Linked DNA regions of Dromaius novaehollandiae: region 2 is linked to region 1. Evidence: chromatin contacts called from public Hi-C data. All regions are on one chromosome and are shown on one strand. Each heading gives the region's core, a stretch centred on a gene start, on an enhancer-like site or on the middle of the called end of the contact. The rest is flanking DNA. Distances are from core to core; before and after follow the strand shown. Region 1 holds the start of SOCS2 (suppressor of cytokine signaling 2). Region 2 has its middle 22 kb from the start of PLXNC1.

Evidence for each region. A called contact is a pair of places that touch in the nucleus more often than the background predicts.
Region 2: a contact with region 1 is called in a Hi-C map of liver, with 7 times the contacts expected there. The contact joins the enhancer-like site here to the promoter of SOCS2 in region 1. A contact is called at or near these places in 3 of 4 Hi-C or Micro-C datasets (brain, liver and ovary).

The regions. Positions count from the first base shown.
Region 1 is chr1:46,667,967-46,673,432 of bDroNov1.hap1, reverse strand. It overlaps SOCS2 (suppressor of cytokine signaling 2), which reads right to left and starts at 2,620. Exons shown (of 2, transcript XM_064510235.1): 1 at 1,893-2,620; 2 at 1-1,209. The coding sequence starts at 2,010. The coding sequence ends at 761.
Region 2 is chr1:46,833,269-46,838,734 of bDroNov1.hap1, reverse strand. No RefSeq gene overlaps it. Among named protein-coding and RNA genes, the nearest start is that of PLXNC1, 22 kb to the left of the region's middle. Within about 2 kb of position 2,399, at least 1 of the 2 cell types and tissues checked has open chromatin away from gene starts, as enhancers often do.

The DNA.
Region 1 (5,466 bases), core at 1,371-3,870:
CCTCAACCAAAAGAGGCTTAATAGTAATAACATGGATATATCACCACAGGGAAGATGTTAACATGTTAACAAAGATTCTGGGATACCAATCTGGTATAATCAGCGACATATACTGAGTTCCTATGAAAGATGTGGGATTTCACCTTAAAACCAATTTTTAGAGAGCTTTGAAAAACAATGTTTTAAATTGATTACTTACAGTACTCCTTTGCTTGAAGAAAAGCACGAGGATTACAGTTCAATAAAAACTGAATAGATGATCACTTTTTGGACTGGATTTGATTGGTTGCATAACTTTGGCAAGATTATCACAGTGTGATCCAGTTAAATTTTCAGGATTATACAAGCACCAGCACCAAATTAATCTTGGAATCAGACAACTGAGATACTTATTCACTCTGATACATCTTCAACTACTTTTGCAGTCTCTCCCCCACCACCACTTCAGCTAGCATTTGATAGTTAGTGCAGTATTTTACGCCATTGACAAAGCAACACAATCCGGACAGATTCCTGGCTTCTCTCTCCTCACAAGATAACACGCCACCTTGTCGAACCCTCAGAAATGCAAGCTGGGATTACTCTACATAAAGTCTTCCTTTGTGGCATCTGAAATAAAAACCTTTCCCCCAGAACTGCCACTGTTTTGATAGTCAATTCCATGCCGAGTAGTACAACTGGTTACTCAGTTCTTTGGCCGATGTTAAAGAATTGCATTCAAAAGTTACTCTACATTAGAGTCATTTAGAAAAGTATATATTTATACCTGGTACTGGTACTCTTTCAAGTACTCTTTTAGTCTTGTTGGTAATGGCAGTTCCCAGATCTGATTTGTACATTTGTTTATCGTTATTCTGCAGCGATGTTGCAGAGATGGAGCGGATGTATAGAGAGGTTTGTTCAGGTATAGATGAACTGTTCCGTTCGAAGGTGTTTCGGTTCTGTCCTTGCACATAAGCACGTAGTACTCAATCAAATGCACCACGCTGTTGAACTGCTTAAGTCTAGACCTGACACAAGTGATAGAGTCCAGCCTGAACTTGCCATCCTGATACTCTATACGTAGATTGGTCGGTCCTGCTGATGTTTTTACTGAAATAGTCAATAGATATTCTGAGTGTGAGCTATCTCTAACCAAGAAAGTCCCTTCAGGGGCATCCTGTAATCTCTCTTTGGCTTCAGCGACACTCATGTTGCCCCAGTACCATCCTGTTAAAAGAGGAAAGAGAAGCTTTATTCATCGCTGCCCGTTCGCTTGCTTAAAAACCTACCCTTTGCCCGATACATTGCCTCTGCTGCTTGAAAGCCGAAGTCCCGCAGACTTTGTAGACATGGAAGCGGTGTCTGGATTTAGGCTTTGCAGCGCGGCTCGTTCGGACACGAGCCCTGAGGCTCGCCCGGCCCCGCGCCTGCCCGCGCGGCCGCCGCCACCCACCTCCCCGCCGCCGCCGCGACCTGCGCCGCTCCGGCCCCGCGGCCGTGCTCTGCAGCGGCACCGCAACGCCTGACACGGGGAGAAGGAAAAAGAGCAAAAAACCCGCTTGCAGTGCCTCTCGCAGCGACCCCAGTCGGCTGTGCGGGAGCGGGAAGCGAAGTGCGAGCGAGCGACCGAGCGCGGCGACCCGCGGCGGCGGCGGGCGACACCCGCGCGGGGCAGGAGCGCGCCCGCGGGGCCAGGTGCGCGCCCGCCCGCGCCGCCGCCGCCGCCGCCGCCGCCGGGGGATGCGCCGCCGCCGACCGCGGGGCCGGGCCGGCCCGCACGGCGCTGCCGGGCGCCCGCCGGGCCGCGGCGCTGGCGGCGCGGGCTGCGCTTTCGCTTCGGCGCCCGCAGCCCGCGGAAGGGCCGCGCCGCCGCCGCCGCCCGCGGGGGGCTCCGCCGCCGCCGCCCTTACCTGCCCGCCGCAGCTCCTCCATGGCCGCGGCCAGGCGCGCCGCCTCCCGGGACTCCTCCGCCGCCGCAGCCGGGCGCCGCCGGGCGCTCTCCAGGGGCTCGGCGGAGCGCAGGGTCATGGGGCCGCGGCGGGCGCGCAGGGCGGCCGGGGGGCTGCGCTCCGCCGCCGCGGTGCTCAGCGCCGCGCCGGGGGCATGGCCGGCCGCGGCGGCGCCTGCGGAGCGGAGGGAGAGCGCGGTTAGCGGCGAGCCCCGCTCCCGGCGCGGCCGCCCGGGAACTTCCCAGCATCCAGAGGAGGGAGCCGAGGCGAGGGATCACCTCCCGGCTGCGCGGGGGAGGGACGTCTCCTCCCCACCCCCCGCCGCCGGCCCGGCCCCGGCCGCCCTCCGCCGCCGCGGAGGTGGGCTCGCCCCGGCAGGTCCCCGGCGCGGGGCTGCGCTGCGCTGCGCTGCGCGGGCGGCGTCCTGCTCCCCGTGCCGCTAAACCCGGGTGGTGTTAAAATAAAGTGTCTCCCCTCGGCTGCAGCGGACGGGACGGGCGCAGAGAGCATCCTCCTCCCCCGCCGGTCGCTCGGGGGCTGCGGGGCAGAGCGGGGCTCACCAGCCGCCGCGTTAGGGCGGCTCCGCGGCGGCTCCCCGGCACCAGAAGCTCCCGGCGGAGCTCAGCAACTTTTCCAGGTTAAACTCCGTCCTTCGGGAAGGCGACGCGCCCCCCGCCGCGCCGCAGCACCGCCCGCCGCCGTCCCGGCCCGCCGGCACCTCCCGGCCGCAGGTGCCTGCCGGCTCCGCGCCCGCGGCGCCCCGAGCGCAGGCGGCGGCGGCTCGGCCGCGGCCGCGCGGGCGCAGGGGGCCCGGCGGCGCCCCGCTTTCGCGGGGAAGCGCCGGGATCGCCCCCTGGTGCCCAGGCAGCGGGGCTCGCGGCGGCGGCGGCGGGCGCAGGGCGCCCCCGCGAGCAGCAACCTGCCGCGGCCGGCGGGGCAGCCCGGCCGCAGCGCCGCTCTCGAGGAACGCGCGGCCCGCGGGCTCCTCGCGGCGCGGCACTCACCCGGCTCGGCGGGACGCGGCGGCGGCGCCGCCTGCGGGCAGGGCGGCCGGGCCGGCGGCGTCAGGGGGCCGGCGGCATCGCCGGAGCCGCGGAGCGGCGGAGCCCGGCCGGCGGCCGGCGCTGCGGCGGCGCTGCCCGCCGGCCCCGCAGCCGCGGGGGGCCGGGCCGGCGGCGGGCGGGCGCGGAAGGGCCTGCGGGGAGCCGGCGGGGAGCCGGCGGCGCCGTGCGGGCAGCGAGCAGCGCCGGCGCCGCGCTCACACACGCGCGCCGCGGCGGGAGGCGGAGGATCGCGCCCGTGGGGAAGCGGCAGCGCCCGCCCCCCCTTCCCCCGCCGGGGCGGGCGGGCAGGAGCGGGCGGCCTGATCCCGAGAGGGGGGGCGCCCCCCCGCTCCCCACCTCCCGGGAAGGCGAAATACAACGGCTGCTTTCCAGGAACTTTCCAGGAACCGCATCATGTGACAGGCGCAGCTCCGCCGCCTGCACCGCTTTCAAGGGGAGCCGCAGCCGCGGCCCCGCGGGGAAGCGCCCCGCCGCCTGCGGCCGGAGCCCGCCGCCGCGCTCCCCTCTGCCCCCGCCCGCCACCTCCCGCCGCCCCCGGGCCGCCACCCCGCCGCCCTTGCCCTGTCACGCCGCGGCCGCCTCCCGCCCCCGCCCGCACACGCGCACGGTGGCCGAGGCCGCGCTCAGCAGCGCCGGACGCGCCGCTCGCAGGTCAGTGGCCCGCGCAGCGCCGCTGCCCGCGAAGTGCCGGCTGCCGCGGCCCCCTTCCCGCCCCTCCCCTCCCCCCCCCCGCGAGGCGCGGCCCCGGCGCCCGCCCGCGACGGCCGCTCAACGGTCGCCGGCGCTCGGGCGGCCGCGCCGCGCGGAGCCGGCGGGCGGCACCTCCTGAGGTAAAGGCGCGAGCGGCGCGGCCCGGGGGCCGCGGGCACCTGAGGGCGGGGGCGGCGGGGCCGGGGCCGGCGGGGCCGGGGCCGGGGCCGGGGCCGGGCCCGCCCTCGGGGCCGGCGGCGCTTCAGGGGACACTGCCAGGAGCTCGGTGCCAGGGACGGCAGCAGCTGAAGCTCCTGGGACACCCCACCCTGGTCTCCACCCCCTTCACCCTCCAGCGCTAAATACCTCGTTGCTACAAACAGCCATTATCCCGTGGTGCCGTTTGTGCGTGCGTCTCCCTCCCGCCCTCTCTATATCTCTGTGTGATTTTTAATGTGCCGTAAAGCTGGCTTTCGGTGCAAAAAAAAAAAAAAAAGAAAAAAAGGGATTTATTGTGTTGTTGGGTGCTGCTAGTTAAGCAGCCACCTTTCGCTGCTGCTGAGGCAGGCTGAAGTTGCACTGATTGAAAAAATAAAAAGAAAAGGAAAAAAAGAAACAAAGCAAAAGTAGCCGAAAGTAGCCGGATCGGGCTTACCCTCATCCATGCCACTGGTTAAGTCAAGATTCGCTTCAAATAAACGGCAGCATTTAGACGGGGAGCAATTTTCGGGCTCGAAAGCAGAAGAAACTAGGAGCGTGTTTGTTTGTTTGTTTGTTTTAAAGTCCCCAGAAAAATCAATGTAAGATGATACCAAATCATGTCTATAAAAAGCTGGGGGGGGGTGGGGTGGGGGGAAGCCAAGCCTGTATTATCAGGGAGACAGAGAAGTGGGTATGTATTAAATGTCACAGCCTTTGTCTGCTGGAAGCAAGCAGCCTGGATGGTGGAGCCTAGCACTCGTAATTTCAGTTTTAGCGTTAGTATGCTTTCTCGAGGGAAGAGCTATGTGTGACGGACACACAAGCTCCCCAGTACATAGAGAAAGTCTCTGATAGGTCCGCTTGTGCTTCGATTCATACTTATCAGTAACTCCTGAAATTTTTTAAAGCATTTTTTTTTAAATCTGACCATGGAGAACTATTCCAAACAGCTCTTGTAACACATATTATTTATAATTTTAAAACATGATTCCTGAGAATATGGATGAACAGACAGCATTAGAGTTAATACTTCTCTTTTTCTTAAAAGTAATTGCTTTATTTAATTATTAAACAGACTCATCTGAGAAAAAAATTACTTTGTTAAGTGACTTGGTCAGTATGGTTTCATCTGTTTGTAATGTCTCAGTACTTTCAGATTTAGTTTGTTTGGTTCATGAAAAAAGGTGGTTTTAATCACTGACAACACTGCAGATTCAAAATGGGGTCTGAAAAACAAACATGGTCTTTCTTGCTTATGTATCGTAAGAGATGACATAAAGCAATATAGATTTTGAAAATCATTGTTGTTACTGTTTTCATCTGTGCTGTTCGGATAGCCTCAAATTCAGCCTCCAATTACTCTTTTGGAATCCACTAGTTTTTCTTTGCATAGCTATGAGAAGGAGACAGAATTAACGGTTCTGCTATTCATGATGTGAGATCTTGCATAAAATCTAATCTACTTTTTCAGAGTTGCACTGGCTTCCCAATATTCAGAAGATTTAAAAAAAAAAAAAGCAACACAAATCTCTTTTTATAACTAAAATATTTATCTGTAAGTATTTGCGGGCACAAAGCTC
Region 2 (5,466 bases), core at 1,150-3,649, 170 kb before region 1:
AATAAAGACCTCCTTGTTTGCGCTCTTTCTCACGTGCCAGCTTGCAGTGGGTGCAAGGGCACACAGGGCTGGCACCTTGAGCTCTCACAGGTCTCAGGATGTGGGCTCCAGCTGCTAAGCCACTTGGCAGATAGATGATTGACAACTGCATTCCCAACGGTGGGAAAGAACAATATTTATTTAAAGAACAAAGCTAATGAAAAGTAGAGCAGAAGCATGGGGGAGGAGGGAGTAACACAACCCAACTGCCAGAGGAGCTGCTGGCAGATAGCTGCAGTCTCACGCACCACGGATCTGGGTGCTGAAGAAAGGCAATGGGCTTTGCCCCTCTAAGGTTGCCCGGGGAGAGCACTGGTCAAGCTCGACTCCGCTTATTTTAAAAGATCTGACAGGAGCAGAAGTGCAAATGCATGGGAGGAGGTCTGCTTTGGTCACATTTTATTGCTGCCCCATGCAGGCAAGCTAGCAGGAGCAGGGATCTGAGATCTCCTGGAAAAAAACAGAGGAGCTTTCCGTGGTGAAGACTGCCAAATAAAGTGGTGAGAGATCGAGAGATCTACCGAAGTGCTCGGCAGGGGGAAGAGCCTGCCCCCCTTCATGTATGCAGCTGAACAAATACTCTGCCCATGCTGCAATCCAAAGACACAGCGTCGGAGCCTCCTTCCCACTGGTTAGCTTTCGAAGCACAGGAACAGCCGGCTCCGGCCAAAGCTTGCAGAACTCTCGCAGAAAATTAGCGCTATCGCATCTTGGCTGACGCTGCTTTGGATATTCCTGAAATGCATTGCAGAAATAATCAGAGCCTGACTGCCTTCAGGAGATCTTGCTCTGGCTCTAAAGCAACTGAAGCTCAGCAAAAAGAAATGAGCCTGCCAAATAATCTGCGTGTCTCCAGCAGCCTCCCTTGTTCTGCATGGATGGTCCCAAACTCGGGGCCTGAACAGACTGCCACTGCTTCAGGGGGACAAAGAAGGGGCTCTGTTTACTGCACTGAGACTTGTAAGACGATCTCTTTCCCAACTCTAAGCTCCCACTGGTCAAATAATAATGAATAACTGGGATTTCCATCATACGCCTCCTCTGGGAGACACATATATCATTGATTCGTACTACAGGTTTCCTTGCTCTGTGGCTGCCATAAGCCTGCCAAATCAGAGAGTGCTGACAGCTCACTGAAGCAAGGGATACGGAGCAGAGCTGGACAGGAATTTTTCAACAAAACAACATCAACACCAAAACATTTAAAGGAAACAACAGGAGTGCCAGCGAAAGTTTAACCAAGACGGTATTTCGGTCGGCTTCCGAGTGATTGGTATCCCATCACGAGGGATGTCATCTGGCGAGCCGCACGGGTGTCCCACCTGATGAAAGTACCACTCGCTTAGTTGCTATGTGGATGTCTCCATCCACCCCGACCCACTGGAGCTGCTGCAGTACAAGCGGAGGGCATACTGCTTGCAAAGACGGTGCGCCAGATGACATTCTCCCTTCCCAAATCAGAGATGAAGCGCGTTGGCAGAAACGCTTTGGGAACCACGGAGTATCTGCCTCTCACGAAGGTGAGATGCTTCCAGGTGCCTTTGCGACAGGTCTCCTCTCTGCTTCACCTCCGTGAGAATCGGCAGCTCCCCGTTCCCACTGGCTTCGGGGCCCAGAACTCCCTATTTTTCTGACACTAAACAATTCAGTATGGCTGAGCCCTCTGTGCCCACCATTTTATTTCCAAAACTATGTTTCATAACTATGTTTCAAACAAAGACAGCAATACTTTTGCAGGTCCCTTTTGATACCGATTTATTCGAATTCTTAAAAGTAAACCATCTGGACAGTATCCAGAAGCAAAAATCCCCAACCACCCAAACAAAAAACTCTTACAATGTTCTTTTAACAGAATAAAAAGCTTTGGATAACTTGCAACAATTTTCCAGGATGGCGTATTTGAGCCCAAAAGATTGCATTTGACAAAAAATAAGAGATAAAGTGGATTTAGCATCTTAATCCTGTGCTAGAGATATTATAGCCACATATCCAGTCCAGAAGTGCTTCCCTGATTTCTACAGACACCGTCTGAGATGAGTGGCCTACCTCTTCCCTCATGCGAGGAACAACTTCCATGTGTTAACTCAAACACTTCCAACAGGTGTAAACAACTTTCCATTAGAGGTGAAGTTCACAACACATTAGACAACCTCACACTTCAACCTTCAAAGGTCTAATTTAATTCCTGGGATCAATAGCTCATGTTACTAATGCGTTTTGCCAAAACCCTGGGATCATGTCCTACATATTATAGTAATTCTTTCCAGAAGAATTTTGATTTGTAAATAATGAAGAGCTAGTACAACTCCTTCTGTTAGCAGCACTGCCGGGCCTTTTGCCAGTTTGTAAGCTTAAGAATTTTGGTGTTTAGTGCTCCCATCTGTTCAGAGAGCCTGAGGGTGAGGAGTTATCAAAAGCAATATGTGGGCTTTTTTATTCCATGTCTGAGATTTTATGACACATTTTGTCACAAAACAGGCCACTAGGGATAGGAGTGAGTCTCTCTGCGTGGGGAACCTCTGAACTTCTGCATACTTGTTTTTTGCCCAATTTTGCCCAAATCTAAACAGACCAAAATTTACACAATTATCTATTAATTCCCATCTTGATGCCTCAAATAGAAATACAACCAAGTGCTTAACAGTTATGAAAGAATTAAAATCCTTGGCATGTATATATTCGGTGCGGAGGAATTCAATAAACACCCAGCTCTATTTGCACGAGGGCTTTGAAGGCAGCCCTGCTGTCAAGGTATAAGGAAACTTTTGTTCCCCAAACAAACACTTCAGATGGGCTCTTCTGCCGTGTAGGGGTTTTGAAGGTGAGCCCTCCTCTCCCTGCCGGGACACCAAGGTGAGCGCCCAGTTCGAGGTGGCCGGATTTACCCCGTGAAACGGCGTTTTCCTTTTGTTTCAGACCCAACTTGAATGCACTTTGACATAAAGATTATATCCTCTTTCCGACCGTAGGGGTGCCCTCCTCTCCTGACCATGCTCTCTGCCTCTTCCCCTTGGGAGCAGGGGGCCACTGGCAGGAGGCCTCCCCAGGTGCCCAGGCGTCCCTGCGCTCCCCAAAGAGCAGAGTTTGCTGGGGCAGGCTGGCCGAGCACAGCTGGTGCCGCAGCGCTGCTGAGGAGCAAAATAGGCTTTTGCAATCAGATACCATTCTGCTAGGCGATCCACAGGGTTAAAAAACCAGCAAAGTGATTTTCGTCTGCTGTTTTGTTATGCTTAATTTGTTCTCTCTTTGTGAAACACCCTGGAACTGCACCCAGTGGTTTTGCACACCAGCGAAGTGCCCAGGATATGCACAGACTACTTCTTCCCTCTGCTTTGCTTTTAATTTTGCAGGAAAGCCTAACTGTACAGATTAAGAAACTGAACTCTTGAACTGGACAAAATAAGGAAAAAGCTCAGAGGGACTTAGGTCACAAGTAGATTTTTAGCTGTTGTTTAAAGACGGCAGTTTAGAAACCCCAGGTTGCTTCGGGGTTCCTTCTTGGTCAGTTTGAACTCAGTAGACTTATTACTACAACAACCAGGAGCAGGACCCTAGACATTTACTGAAGTTTTTGGTTTGTCAGAAATGTCAGTTTGGACAGTTTTTGTTAGTTGCATCCACCAAAACAAGGTGGTTTTATGCAGTTGTGTTTTTGCATAGCAGAAACCAGAAGAAATTCAAATTAAACTCTACCACTAAAATTAAAATCAGTACTAGGAATTCAAAATTCAAATAACCTTGTTCTTAGAAGCTTGGCGTGGCACACACAAGGTGAAAAACAAGTGTTGAAACATCATCCTGAGAAAGAGCTCCAAGGAACTGTTCTTTAACTCCCTTTTATCTCCAAATCAGCCAATTTACATAGTCATTAGATAGCTATATCTATATAGCTATCTATAGGCATAACTCCACAGTAGCACAGAGTACCATATTGTACTGGTTTCACGTGACTTTGTCTGCATTTACATTGTAATATCCTTGGTATTATGAAGCAGACTTCACTCACCCTGCACACATCTATCAAATGTTTTCTATCAGAAGAGCTAGTCGCATTAAAAAAAAACCCGCATCAGTTATAAATGTCAAAGCGGCTTTTCTTTTACACCGATGCAGTGAATCCCTAACAAACTGGCACAGCCAGGGGTTTATTACCCTTCTACTTTGTTAAGGCGTAACAGTCTTCCCTGTCAGTGCAGATCATCTACCTGATATTTGTTATCAGATTGTCTCACTCCCTACAGCTAATTAGGCCTTTGCTCTCCAGACCCCAATTCTCCTCCTCTTGCTTTCAATAGAGCAGCTGTCTTCGGAGGTTTCCGTTTTGGTTGTTTTGTGCATATGCAAGGCGAGGAGCCTGTTTGGTCGAACATCCCCGCTCAAGAAGGCTCATTCGGCCAGCGGTGAGAAGAGTTCAAAGCCAGGCCCTGGGAGGGATCGGGGCAACCTGCTCCTCTCATCGATTTAAATGGGAGGCGCAAACTTTAGGTACCCTTGAAGGACAAGACCTCAAAGGCACGAAATTGTACATTTAGGGCTTAATTCCAGCTACGTGTGTGGCTCCCACAGGGAGCAACTCGGCGGGTGCCAGCCGGTGGCTGAGGCAGCCCTGGGCATGAGGGGCAGCTGCTTTTGCTGGTTGAAAGGCCGGTGCTTGGCATGGCCGGGGCGCAGGAGCTCTGCACCATCTGAGGGCCACCACAAATCCTGGAGGCTCAGAAATGAGCTGGGAGAGGGGCCATGGGGGACCTGCGGGGCCTCCCACGGGACCTTTGGGCTGGGGGCGGCACTGGCCGCGGCCACGGGTGCCGAGGGCGCCATCCCACGGACGAGGCGCCTGCGCTGGCTCCTCATCAGCGCCTGGAAAGGCGCGAGGAAAGCAATCGCTCTGGCGTGCCGCAGGGCCATTTGGCTGCCGCGGCCGCGGGGCGGCCCGCGCCCTGCCCCGGGGAGCAAAGACAGGCTGTGCCGGCACGGTGAGGCGCCAAGAGGCATTTTGTTTGCTTGTTTGTTTTTTTGGTTTTTTTCCTTGTTTCCAAAGGGAGCCTCCTTTTCCCCTTTCTCCGCCTCCTTTCGGTGTGGGCAGAGCCACATGAGGTGTCCCCAGAGGCGCCTTCGCTGTTGCCTTGGTCCTGGCCTCGCGCAGAGAAGGGCAGCACCGCCGAGGTGCTGCTTAACCAAGTGCGAGCATGGAAAGGTCTCTTTCACCAGCCAAGAAAACACATCGGTACTGACTGACGCATTAAGCATCTATAGTTTTATAGTTCAGAAAGCTTGACTTCCTGGAAATTAACTGAATGTTTCTTTTCCAAGTATGAGCATAGTACGTGCTCACCATCCAAGAGATGAATTCATGCTTTTGCATGCTTTGCACCATGGCACTTGCCATCTGTGGCACTTGGATACGAATTCTGCGCTCAATCTGTTGGC